Regions from separate parts of the Rattus norvegicus genome. Here region 1 is linked to region 2. The links are chromatin contacts, called in public Hi-C maps. All regions are on one chromosome and are shown on one strand. The core of a region is the stretch at or near the end of the contact, and the rest is flanking DNA. Distances in the headings are between cores, read along the strand shown. Region 1 overlaps LOC134483695 (a long non-coding RNA gene). Region 2 holds the start of Gnao1 (G protein subunit alpha o1).

Region 1 (6,637 bases), core at 2,066-4,565, 240 kb before region 2:
TAGAGGCAGTTCAACCCTCTTCCCATCATCACACCAACCTGTGCCTGGAAACTAAGCCAAATCAAACAACGAGTGGAGATACCAGATACCAGAGCGATTGGAAGGAGCACTGGGATAGAGCAGAGAGCAGCTACAGCTATCTCAAGAAGAGTGAAAGGCATCATGTACCCCTGTGGACTCACTTACCTCTGTGTTGGCTGCACTGTTCACCTGGGTGAGGTCAGGAAATATGGATTCTGTTATGTCTTCTAGTATTTGAGCAAGCTGATTCTTTCTCTGAGCTCCGTATCACCATACTAAAAAATGGAAGGACTGTATACGCTGGGAGATTCATAGGGGAATGCCTTTGGGCTACTGGTACTCACTCTGCCCACAGCATAGAAGCCTGGAGGTGCCAGAGAACAGCTGCTCGCAGGAATTCATGAGTGTCAGGGTAGCATTGCCCCAGTTCCCCACCCCTTGGGCAGCAATTAGAGCCAGATGCTCCCCAACTCTCAGAGACTCCCTATAGAACACACCTCTGCCCATCCTCTGTGATACCTACTTGGTAACACACCTTCCCAGTTCACCCACCAGTGCGCAGGCCCCTCACACAATACTTCACTCCCTCCTCCATGAGTGGAGGGATCTGTACTAAGCCCGGCACATCCCAGGTTCCTGCCATCTTCTTGCTCTGCCGTCTCGTCTACATCCCTAGCACTGCCTCCCACTTTGCTTCATAAGTGGGTGTTCCAGGCATAGCTGTGCCCTGGTTTATAAGGAACTCTAAGAAAAGCAGTTTTCCTAAAAATGCATAAAATAGCAGGGGTACCCTTCTCATTTCTTCAGCAGTCTTTGGTGAAAATTTTGTTACACGGAAGGCTGGAGTCATTCCCAGATTTAAGTCTGTTAATAAGAAAGAGGATAGGTGATTATAGAAGATTTACCTTCTCTGCTTTGAAATTTATTGATATCTACCTATTTTCTGTGCTGCAATATACACCTAAATCAAAGTACTATTTTCTGAATTCTCAAAGAATAATAAGAACAAGTCTGTCTTTCACAGAAGAGACTGTGTCTTTGAGGCTTCCCTGAACTCACAAACAAGCCATAAGAGGTAGAGTGAAGATCTGATGCCAAGCCTTGTTAATGGATCCTTGCTCTGTGATTGTTTTGCCTTCTTTTATATGGATGTGTTCTACCTGGTTCAACACCCTAACTTTGGATAGGAGACAACTAGAGTCCAGAGAAAGGCAGACAACTCACACAGAGAAAAATAAACCAAATTGGGTGAGAGCCCAGGAACCCCAGCCATCTGCCTCCTGCTTCATTCCAGGGCTCCTGCTCTAGACTGACCATTTGCCAATAGACCATGTCCAGCTCAGGCCCATCCCTACAGTGCTGTGAGAGCTGAGGCTGTGCTATATTGGCTCAGTGAGTGCGACAGCACCTGACCTTTCTAAATAAAATCTCTGCCTACCAAAAAGACATCAGTTCCCACTATTCTTGTTGCCTGGGCAACAAAGAGACCTTGGTTGCCACTGTCCTTGTTGCCTGGGCAGTCCCCTCTGGACTCAGCTCAGGAACCTTGAACTGAGTTGAATTGTACTCTCCCAGGTTAGGAGTGTTTATTCTCTTGGGCCAGACTGTTGTCATGTAAGAACTAGACAGTGCAGAAGGACTGAGCCACTAGAGTCCCCAGATCCTCCCCTTGCTGTCGTCAGTGTCAGTTGCCTAGCAACTGCCTTTGGCAGATGGTGGTAGAGAGAGTATGCCAATCTCTCACAGGGCTAAAAATACATTCCAGCGACGACAACGACAACAGGTCTATTTTAAAAGATTCCAGTCGCTCCCGATGTCTTCCCTGGTCTGCAAGGAACCACATTATGCCAGCCCCTCCAGGCTTCGGATCCATCTGACAATGTGGAAGGGGGCATTCAAGGAAAACAACAACAGCAGCAAACAAAAAGAAATAAACAAAACTGAAAGGCCAAGCGCAAAAGGGGTGCTCAAAACATTGTCATGGGATAGGAGAGATGAGCAGAAGAAAGGAGAGAAGAAATAGCAAAGTGGGAAGAAATATCTAGGAGCCAGCAGTGAGCCTCTTTTATCCTCATTTTTAACCCATTCAAGAGGGTGGGGTTAAGGAAGCAAGGTCATAGACCAGAGAAGCTTAGCTACAGAGGAGACAGCATTTCACAGCTGAGAAAGCAGAGGTGCTAAGCACGAAGATGAGGAACTGGTTCATAGCCCATGCTCACGGGGTATACAGTCTCTGGAGACAGGTCAGACCTCCAACTCCTAGTCAGCTTACCTGTCTAACCACCATCAGTGCAGGAGCAAGTCCTTCTGAGCATGTGTGTAGCATTTATTATTAACTACTCGTCTACATATTTGTGCATGGAGCCCTCTTTTATGCACTCACTTGTACACTCACATCTGCAGTCACCTATTGATAGCTCATATATATATATATATATATATATATATATATATATACTAACATAATACATATACATGTGGTTACTCACTTATACACTCATGTCTGTTGCCATTCATTTGTACATCCTTGTGGTGTATGTGTATAGTGCCTGTAGCCATCATACATTACATACATGCATGTGATTATACACTCACATATATATACATACATATACATGTGTATATATATGCATATATATATGTGTATATATATATTCATGCCCATAGCCATTCATTTATATGTTCACTTGTATAAGCACTCATGCATATGACCATTTATTTATGCAGCAAATATTTATTAAGTCCCCACTGCCCTATTGTACCATACTCTGGAGAAACGGTGAGGGACAAAAACAGATGGTCCTCACATCCTGTTACTTGTGGCCTCCCAGTTAAGACAGACATTGGACAGACAAGCACAAGGGTTCCTCTTGCTATAGCCATTACCATCACATCCAAGTCTGAGTTTATCTACAGTCTCTAAGTCACAGGTCATTACTTAGTTGAGACTAAAGATAAAAATAGGAGGTTCAGCTACATTTGACCTTTCAGTGTTAATAAAAATATTAAAACATAAATATGTTCCTATACTAAAGTCCAAATTTAATCACACTTCTTATATTGTCTTTCCTAGGACTGCTCTATAAAATGAAAAGAACCCTTATTTCCTTGCAGGGTTATTCTATGGATTAAAGGGCAACATGGAGATTTCTGTCCAGACACAGAGGTCCCAGTTGCCGGCCTCTCCAAGTAGGACTTGCATGGGGATTTTGCTCAGGCCAACTATTAGTCATCTCAGTAGTGGAAAGGGGGAAATGCATGCAATCTGAGCCCCTGCCCTCTAGATCTTGCCAGGGGTGATGATGCACGGTGAGAACACAGCTTTATCCTAAGGCTAAGCCAAAAGACGAGGAACGCCACATGGCGCTGGTGACAAGGGAATTGGCAAAGAAACTGAGAGCCCTGAGACTAGACAACTGTGCTTGGGGGCAGGGCAGGGTCGCCATCTCTCTGTGGGCTGCTTGTTAAGGATAAAGATGCCAAGCCTGTAGCAAAGACTTCCCAATTGGGATGTCTACTGAAGGATGTGCCCTTTAAGCAAAATCGCTGGTACAATTATGATGTATGAGAGCCACTGGCTTGAGGATTGAGGAGGAACTGTTCTCCCTAGGGAATCAAGATCACAAAAGGCCGCTGTGGAATGTAAGGTCCTGGCCTGGATCCTAGAGCAGGAGAAAAAAAAAAAAAAGATCTTAGTGAGAAACTGGGTGAAATCCAAAACACATCAGTAGCTTAGTTAATGGGATTGTGCCCATGTTAATTTCTTTGCTTTGATCGCTGTTCCGTGGTTACATAAGACGTGAGCATCAGCAAAAGCTCAGGGAAGGAGATGGGGACTCGCTGTGCTATGATTGCTACTCTTGTGTAATTCTCAAATTATTTCCAAATTAAAAGTCTAGAGGGAACAAGAAAAAAAAGCAAGTCTGCTTCAGCTGAAAGCCCATCATGGGCCTTCCCGCAGTCCCTTGACCTACCACAAACACAGTGGGAAAACTCACTACTCTAAGCCAGCATTAGCTAAGCAAGCACAGGTAACCCAGAGCCCCCCTCTCAAAATGCAAACAAAGTACCCGAGGGTGTTGTTTCTCTTCCCTGCCACTCATACTGGGGCCTAAATGTCAAGCCCAATGAATTACATTTTAATCTGTCTGTGTTATCAACCTAGCCAAGGACTTAATTGGATGCCAGGCACACCCGCTGGAACGGTTTGCATAATTCATCAGTATGGAGGCTGAAGAGGCCTTTCATCATAAGCCAGGGAAGGAGGAAGAGAGAGGAAGGAGAGAGGGAGAAAAGAGCAGGACATGAGGAGAGAGTGGAGGGGAGAAGGGGAGAGGGGAAGGGAGGACTAGAGTTGGTAAGAGAAAGGCCTCTAAGGAGAATGGAGAGAAGTTGAGGAAGAGAGAAGCCAGAGAGGAGGCAGGTCAGGGAAGGAAAGAGTAGGAAGAACAGGAAAAGGTCAGGAGAGGGTGGGATTAGGAAATGAACTCAAAATAACCTTCTCCTCAGGCAGCTGGCCATTCTGCATTGAGATCTCCTGGGAGCCTCCATTCACTCTGCCAGAAAGACTTTCCAGGTGCTCCTATAGTACGCCAGGACTGACTGTTAACATTTTACTAAAAAGTTAAACAAAATACGTGCTTGTGCAGCCATGAATCCTCTCCCTCTGTAGATAACTACTACCTGGGAGGAGTCTTGGTTGAATGGCTAAAAGGTGGATTTTTTTTTTTAAAGTCAGGCCACACCAAGAAAGTGTCTCCATCGACTAACCCATTACAGTGAAACGGTCTCCATCAACTAACCCAAACAGGACTCGAAAGCCTTCCACTTGAGCACTCTGCCATCAGACTTGCCCCAGCACTAACTCTCCACATTGCCCGCTTTTTCCTTTGTATGGCAGACCTCAATGCCCAATTATAGGAGGCACAGAGGTCATTATGCTCACAGAAAGGACAGAATAGCCTGTGCTCTGCCCAAAAGGCTGGGTTATACATTGTCTGTGGACAAGACCACACCAGATTCTCCCTCAGACCCTTATTGTAAGTTTGTTTTTCTCGATCTATAGAATTCATCATTGTGGAAGGTGTCGTGTGTAGTCAAGCTCCAGAACCCACCGTTATGGAAGGCCACTTATTCCTACAAAGAGTTTTGATGTCATTGTATACAATCTTTATTTAGCTTATTTTGTGCCTTGTTGTGCACACAGAACTGAGTTATCACCAAGTTAAAATAATGCCAGCCACTTAGTTGTAACAAACCAAACTGTCTTCTTGCCTCCTCTAGAATGTCACTTTGCTATCCTGGGTGGTCACAGAGACCACTACAAATACTAATCTGTTACAGAAAATGTCTTCTGATAGATAATAGTTTATAACAATACTTGTTTGATGTATCACAATTTCCGTGAGTCTGGAATTTGGATGGCTCCCTCTGGGGGCCCTTGAGCTCAAGTTGTTTTCTGAGACAAGCTGTTGCTTTGAGCTATGATCTCATCTGAATGTAGACAGAGGGAAATTTCGCTTCCAAACTAGCCTACGTGGCAATTGGCAGGTTTCAGGTCCTAAGTGGTCTTTGGACTATAGATTTCAGATTCTTACTCAGATCCACCACAGGCCACGGGTCTACCTCAATATCTTGTTAGGTGGGCCCATAAAGAATCAGCTAACAAATGGAGAGCTGGCTGGCCTCAGAGCATGAAACTAATACAGTAGGAAGACTCATGAGGACGGAAGCCACAATTCAATCCTTTTATAACCTGGTCTTAAAAGTGACATTCCATCACGGCTGCTGATTTATGTTTCTTAGACTAAGTCCCCTCACCAAGCCCACACTTGAGAGGAAAGGATCTCCTAGGAAATGAGTGGCAGGACTCAGGATCACAGGGTGTCATCTTAAACAGGCATCTCGGGTGAAACATGCACCTCATCTTCTTCCTCCTCCTTGAGTTTACCTTGGGAAGTAATGTTTCAGAACTGTGATAATTGTCCTCTCAATCTGGACTAGCTAAAACTAGCTAGACTAGCTCCTAGACTCCTCCTAGAGGCCTGTGGTGGATCTGAGTAAGACTCCTGCATGGTTCTCACATAGGTGGGAACTCCTAAAGACTGGGAAGGTAGGAAGGCATGGCAGTTATCAGCCTCGAACTGTCATCACAGGGAGATACATGGCCCAACAGACACAGAGAGACCTGATCACCCCACTTGCTTTCAGTCTCCCCTCCTCAGTGTCCACCTCATGGCAACAGGCAGCCTGCCAGCAACAGTCACCCAAAGCCTACAGCCCAGAGACATGCACAGTCCCAGTAAGATAGGAGTTGCCCAGAGGCAAAGTGTCTCTGTCCTCACCCTGTCCAAAAGCTTCCTCATAGCCTGACCTTGGTGACTGGATCTGCTACCATTTCAACCACAGTGAACTCTTTCCCTAAGCATTGTGGATCTGTCTCTTTTCCTGTACCTGCAATTTCTCCTTCTTGAGAAGACTTTTCTGAATTCCCCAACCCCTTTGTCTTCTAATCCCTTGTGGTGTTTTGAACAACAACAACAAAAAAAAAAAAAATGGTCCCCATAGGTTCCCTAGGGAATGGCATGATTAGGCAGTGTGGCTTTGTTGGAGTAGG
Region 2 (6,476 bases), core at 3,712-6,211:
ATCACAAAGCGCATTCTCTTTGGAGTATCCAAGCCGTCAAAGTGTATTTAAAAGGTAATCTTATCAACAGTGACCACATGGTGGATTTTCAAAACTTGAGAGCTCAATTCTATGACATGCAAACATTTATCTTGCTTCTTCATGCAAATTCTTTCTTTTAACAGTATATATATAAAAAACCCTATTTCTTCCTGCATCATCTCTTACACTTAACAATTATACATAAGAAAATTGACCTTTCATAAACCCTACAAAATTGGAGAACAAGACACAGAAGTTAGTCAAGAATTTTTGTTATGGGGATGTCAAAACTATTAGGCATAATCTCTTCTCACAAATGCCTGTTGGCCACTAACTCTCCCATTTGTTGGTTCAAAGTCAGCATCATTTCATGTCATAGAACTTTGCTTGATGACATGACTTTCACTGAATCTTAAACATTTTCTGGAATAATCAAGTGGCAGAATTTGTTTTAAGAAAAAAAAAACCCAAATGCCAAAGGTGGTAAGAGCTTTCCTATATATTACCTAATTAAGCCCTTTTCACACAGGTGACTTTCGTCGACAAATTGTACTGGCTGGTTTTGTGTGTCAACTTGACACAAGCTGGAGTTATCACAGAGAAAGGAGCCTCCCTTGAGGAAATGTCTCCATGAGATCGAGCTGTAAGGCATTTTCTCAATTAGTGATCAAGGGGGGAGGGCCCAGCCCATTGTGGGTGGTGCCGTCCCTGGGCTGGTGGTCCTGGGTTCTATAAGAGAGCAAGCTGAGCAAGCCAGGGGAAGCAAGCCAGTAAGAAGCATCCCTCCATGGCCTCTGCATCAGCTCCTGCTTCCTGCCCTGCTTGAGTTCCAGTCCTGACTTCCGTTGGTGATGAACAGCCATGTGGAAGTGTGAGCTGAATAAACCCTTTCCTCCCCAACTTGCTTCTTGGTCGTGATGTTTGTGCAGGAATAGAAACCCTGACTACGACACAAATATTATGACAACTGATGGACAAAATCTGTTCTTGACCTTTTCAGGTACAAAGAAAACCATTTTCCTTGTAAGAACCTATATTCCAGCAGCAAGCTTCCCAACAAAGAAGGGAAATCACTTGAGGGAGAAAGTGTGTTTATAAACATGGTCCTCAGGTCCCACCTCAGATTTACTGAGTGGATTCCAGAAATGGAACTCTTGGATCTAAATTTAAATTTTAAATATAACTTTAAAGCATCTCGTGTAATTCTATAGGTAATAATATTTGAGAACCACGGCTCTGGTGGTCTGAGAGACATGCACAAAAACATGTCAGGGAAAAAAATATCAATTGGGGAGATTGTCTTTTAGAGACACAGGAAAAAAAAGAGAAGAAAGAGCAAGTGTATCTAGCCAAAGCCCACACTGGGTAACTGAGAGCTGGAGACCCTCTTTACCTCCTGATCCCTATTGTCTAGAAGTGGAGGCAGCTTAATGTAGCCTTGGCTAGTGTTTTTCTCCTAGAGTACGTGAGATATTCAAGGTCAGAAATATGATGCACGGTGTGTGCGTAGCACAATAAACATTTGACTAAGGGTGGGGTGAGAACTGTTTTCTGATAAAAAAAATAATTCATCAGAAAAATACAATTCTGAGAATCATATAAAACAAAACCAAAGGGAAACTGTCCCGGTCTAGCTCCTAATATTAGATCTGCCATTTCTTTGTTCCCACAGGAATTAATTGTGTATCAATTTAATATAGTTGGAGGGTTTTTTTTATTACTTATACCTTTGGGTTTGAGATTTCGGCTTTCTGACCTGAGAATGCTTTATGTATGTATATAATGTGCTGTTTCCAAAATGTGCAGTTTACAAAACTGCAAAGACTCGATGACTCATTAATGAGTTTGTTGACCGTTAATCATTTATTCAAGTCTCTGTGTGGAGGCTCAGCTTGCTCATCTGTAAAATGGGTGCCAGACTGTATTTCATTAAACCAAAATGTGCAAGGCCTTGCAAGAACTTTCGGAAATAAATGGGATTATCGAGCCACTGAAGAGGCTAGGGAGAAAAATAAATGACTAGGTTCTGGGACCAATTCTACACGTGCCGAAGGGGTAGATGGGGTATCTAAGGGAGTATCTAAAGGAGCAGAGGACTTTACAGTGAAAACGTTGTTCCATGCATACTACGTACATTGAGTCTACACTGGCTACGGATCATAAGGGAGGGTTTACCTGAAGCAATGAAGGCTTCGTGATGGGAGAGCAACTAGAGAAGAAGCCAAGGCCTCTGGATTGGTTAATGCTGCAAGGAGCATTCGCTGGTACCTAGGCAGTCAGAGCAGCTCTGAGCGAAGCTTTAGATGTACAATCAAGAACAGAAAAATGGCCTTTCATTCTTTGGGGCCTACATCTTGTTACCGAATAACATCCCACACCATTTGTCTTTTCTCACATCCCCTGGCCTTTTGTAATCAAATGTAGGACACCTCCGAAGTTTTCTCTTATCAATCTGTCTTCCCAGTCTGGGCTTTTTCCACTCATCCACGGTGCTTCCCACACTAGCGTCTAACTGAGGTTTATGTGGGAGAATCGTATGGGATAATTTTTGTAAAAGTGCTCCGTAAGCTGTAAAGCACTGTACAGATGAAGTGGATTATTATGAGTCTTTTATGAAACTCAGCCACAAAGATGCAAGGTGACCCAGAAAAGGAGAAAAAGAAGAGGGTAAAGAAGAAGAGGGGGAGGAATAAGAACAACGACGACAGCAACAACAGTAACAATAAGAAAACAGGGTAGGCAAATTTGAAACCCATCTACAGTGCTGGAACATAATCTTACATACGAAGTCAGTAGATTCTCATAGGTACTGGGGGAGTGAAGAAAAACTCAAAAAAAGTAGTTTATACCTCTGCCATATCAGCAAGGAGGAAGGCCAGGCACTTAGAAGTCAAGGATGGCTTCATCTTCCCAAACACGATCAGAATGCACCCAGGAACTTGAAAGTCACTTGACAGGAACAAACACTAACTACATCTAATAGGGTATCCCCGCCACCGCTGCCACCGCCACCACTGCCACCGCCGCCCTGCCCCATGCCAGTACACAGTGAAAACGGGTTGATCCTTACCTTCGGTCCATCAAACGCAGTCTTGTACAAACAGCAGAACTAACAGTGGGTTTTTTTTTTCCCTGAATCTGGTTCATGGTGGATCGGTGCACCTGTCCCCAGCCACCTCTGGAGGAAGCAAGGTCCACAGAACGTTGAGCGCCTGAGAGCTCTGTTTTGGATCTGGAAGCACAATTTTAGTGATACTTGATTTTTTAAGCCAAACCAGCCTCATCTTCTAATAATATCCCCACCCAATGCAAACAGGAAAGAATATAGAGAAGGGGGTATTATTTATTTGCGGTATAAAACAACTCTGTAGAATTCTTTTGTTCGTTTCCTAAGATAGGTAGGATATGACCCAAATTTAAATATTCCAATTATATTACATATAACTTTTGACACAGACATTTGTAGAGTAAGACAAACCCACATTGGGAAACACCAAACTTAAAAATATGCAGGAGAAAAATATTTTCTTCTGGGTGGGTCTTAATTACCATTTTCCCCAATTGCAAATAATTTTTTTTGCTGGGTGACATTTCCAAAATAGGGTTTTTCTCCCCATTGTTGAAATGAAGCAAATAAGTTTCCTTTCGGAGTCACAGAAATGCCCAACAGTTAAAAAAACAAAAACAAAAACAAAAAAACAAAAACCCATGTTTTTCATTGGCCCCTTGCCTGTCTTTTCCCTGGGCAGCCTTGCCTGTGGCTCTTCTATCTAGGAAGGCCCCTGGGGCTGCCTGATGGAACTTATTGTAGAACTATTTTGTGCAGTCAGGATTAATTCTTCAAACTCTCAGAGACCACCCAGAACATGACCGATCTTTGGCAACTGTCTACTGTTTTCCCCAGTGCTGGGTTAGCTGTTTGCTGATTAACTGACCCTGGTTTCTGACTATTTGAGAAGATATGGGGTGTATTTCTTCTAGTAGTTTGTTATTTTAAGATGAAAGGAGGAAGAAACCTCTCATCAAAAACCTTTGAAGAATTCATTTTTACCGGTTTGTGTTCTGGGAATACAAGAATTCGAGAACCAAGCAAGACCATCGGTTCATCATATAGAGAAAAATTTAAGGGAGCAAGAGGCTCTCATGAAACACTGTCCCTGGGCCTTTGGCATCAAGCCATCCTAGGATGGTAACCATCTCTAGCAACAGAGGCTGTGGGAATCTCGCGGTAAGGCTCACATTGGCTAAGGGAGGCAAAAACTCCTGAGGAACAGGCCGTGCCTCTTCTCAGCCTGCTGCGTTCCTCTCTGCGAGCCCAGTCTGTATACACTAGATGCTCCATAATGCAGACCCAAGTCACTGAGCCCTGGCACGTTATTATGGAGTGCGCGGGTTTATCCTGACCCACTACCTCCTCACATCTGCTGAGGCACCATAGCTCGGCTAGGGGCTATACACCTCCAGCTGCGCAGGAGAACAATCAGAAAGGCGATCTGCCGGAGACAGGACTCAGAGCCCGAGGGACCAGGAAGCTGGAGGCTGGGGCCAAGGGCTGGGGACCACCTGACCGCCGCGCTGGGGTTGACAGGAGGCGGGCCGGGCGCGCGAGACCCGCCAGGGTGGGGCGGGGTGGGGCGCAGGCGCGCGCCCGGCGCCAGGCCCCTCCCTCCCGAGCCCGCACGTTCCCGAAGCTGCGGGGGAGGGGACCCGAGAGCGGGCGGCGCCTCGCGCGCGCGCGCGCCCGCCGGCTGACGCGTCCCGCGGGCATGCGCGCCGCCCCCGCCCGCGCCGTCCCCCGGGCCCTGGCGCGCGGCCCTGTGACGTCAGCGGGCGCCTGGAGGAGCTGCGCAGGACCAAGCGCACTCGCGCGCTGCGCTCGCCTCATCTCCCCCCCCCCCACCTCCCGCCCGGCCCGGCACGCGCGCGTGCCCTGCCCTCCCTGCCCGCCTCTTCTCGCGCTCCCCGCTGGCCGCGGCTCTCTCGCGCTCTCCCTGTCTCCTGTCCGCTCCGCCGAGCGATGCGAGTTCTGGGCCCCGGCGACGCCGCCTCCAGCTAGAGATCTGCACCCCTCACCCCCGGCCCGGCCCTCTGCCCAGCCCTGCCCTGCGCGCGGGGGTCGGAGAAGGCGCCGCGGACGCACCGACGGCCGAGGAGCGGCGATGCACATGCACTAGCGGCACCCCCTAACTCACTCCCTCCACACCCCGCGCCGCCGCCGCCGCCACCGCCTCCGCCTCCGCCTCCTCCTCCGCCTCCGGCAGCCGCGGCAGAAGGACCCACCCTGCCCCCCACCCCACCCTCCGCCGGCTCCGGCTGCGGATCCAGCCTCGACTCCTATTTTATTTATTTTGGGTCGTGCACTAGTCTCGGTGCCTGCAACCCGCGCCTCCCGGGCCCGCGGGCGCCTCCTCTCTCGGCTCCGGAGCCCCAGACCCCGGCCACCCTCACCTCGACACCCCCAGACCCCAGCCAGCCGCCGCTAATCTTCGCCGCTGGAATCTTGATAGAGGCTGTCCTTTTGGGGGGATTCTGGTCTTTCGACAATTTTGTTCCCAACCAAGGAAAGGATATCGTGATTTTCTCCCCTTTGAGCCCAGGCTCTGCTCTGTGGGGGGGTGGGGGGCGCGCCGACCCGAGGAGTCGTGCCAGCCGAGTCGTGCGGGCTGTGGCAGGGAAGGGGCCACCATGGGATGTACTCTGAGCGCAGAGGAGAGAGCCGCCCTCGAGCGGAGCAAGGCGATTGAGAAAAATCTCAAAGAAGATGGCATCAGCGCCGCCAAAGACGTGAAATTACTCCTGCTGGGTAAGGACCTCGGTAGCCACCCCCGCCCCTCGACCCCGGCCACAGTTCCCTACCCGACTTGCGCCCCGGGAGACCTGGTCCCGGAGTTGGCACCACCATGTGCCCAGGAGCGCCCACCCCTTGCATGCCTTGAAGCCCCCTTCCCATTTCTATGAGCTGACACTCACCAGTTTTCCCCCTTCTCTGTGTCCCAACAGGGGCTGGAGAATCAGGAAAAAGCACCATTGTGAAGCAGATGAAGTAAGTCCCTATGGCATTGGGATTTGTACTTTTATTAATAATTTTATGTCGTTTTTATTATCTTGATCAACCATAATTGCTCCCCGGTCCTGGTTTTTAATTCGTGCTCACACAGAAGAGACCCGGTTTTGCCTCCCCTCCCCCACTCCCTACGTTGGTACTGGGTTCCCCACCCCAACTCCTGGGGTCGGTGTTTTGGGGGAGGGAAGGGGAGCGCCTCTAGTTGTATGAATGACAGTGTCCGCCATATTGATCAGAACATCACACTATTAGCGTGATTATGATCATAACTCTTGCTTGTGGAGTATTTTGTGTTTTGCTGCCTCCATTTCTGTCTCTGCCTCATTTTCTTTCCCCTCCTCCTCCACCCCACCTCTCGAATCCCACTTCCCCCTGCTTCCCTCGAGGCAGT

Evidence for each region. A called contact is a pair of places that touch in the nucleus more often than the background predicts.
Region 1: a Hi-C map of frontal cortex shows a contact between it and region 2, with 2.7 times the contacts expected there. The contact joins the enhancer-like site here to the promoter of Gnao1 in region 2. A contact is called at or near these places in 2 of 12 Hi-C or Micro-C datasets (frontal cortex and prefrontal cortex) and 1 of 1 datasets of contacts at active chromatin or transcription factors (oligodendrocytes).

The regions. Positions count from the first base shown.
Region 1 is chr19:11,437,024-11,443,660 of GRCr8, reverse strand. It overlaps LOC134483695 (a long non-coding RNA gene), which reads right to left. Exons shown (of 2, transcript XR_010060579.1): 1 at 812-6,637; 2 at 1-296. It also overlaps a transcript of Ces5a not described here. Among named protein-coding and RNA genes, the nearest start is that of Ces5a, 35 kb to the left of the region's middle. Within about 2 kb of position 3,315, at least 67 of the 93 cell types and tissues checked have an H3K27ac peak or open chromatin away from gene starts, as enhancers often do. A contact at or near this core is called in prefrontal cortex, where this site is marked.
Region 2 is chr19:11,196,922-11,203,397 of GRCr8, reverse strand. Gnao1 (G protein subunit alpha o1) reads left to right here and starts at 4,961. Exons shown (of 8, transcript NM_001414910.1): 1 at 4,961-5,824; 2 at 6,022-6,064. The coding sequence starts at 5,707. It also overlaps a transcript of Ces5a not described here.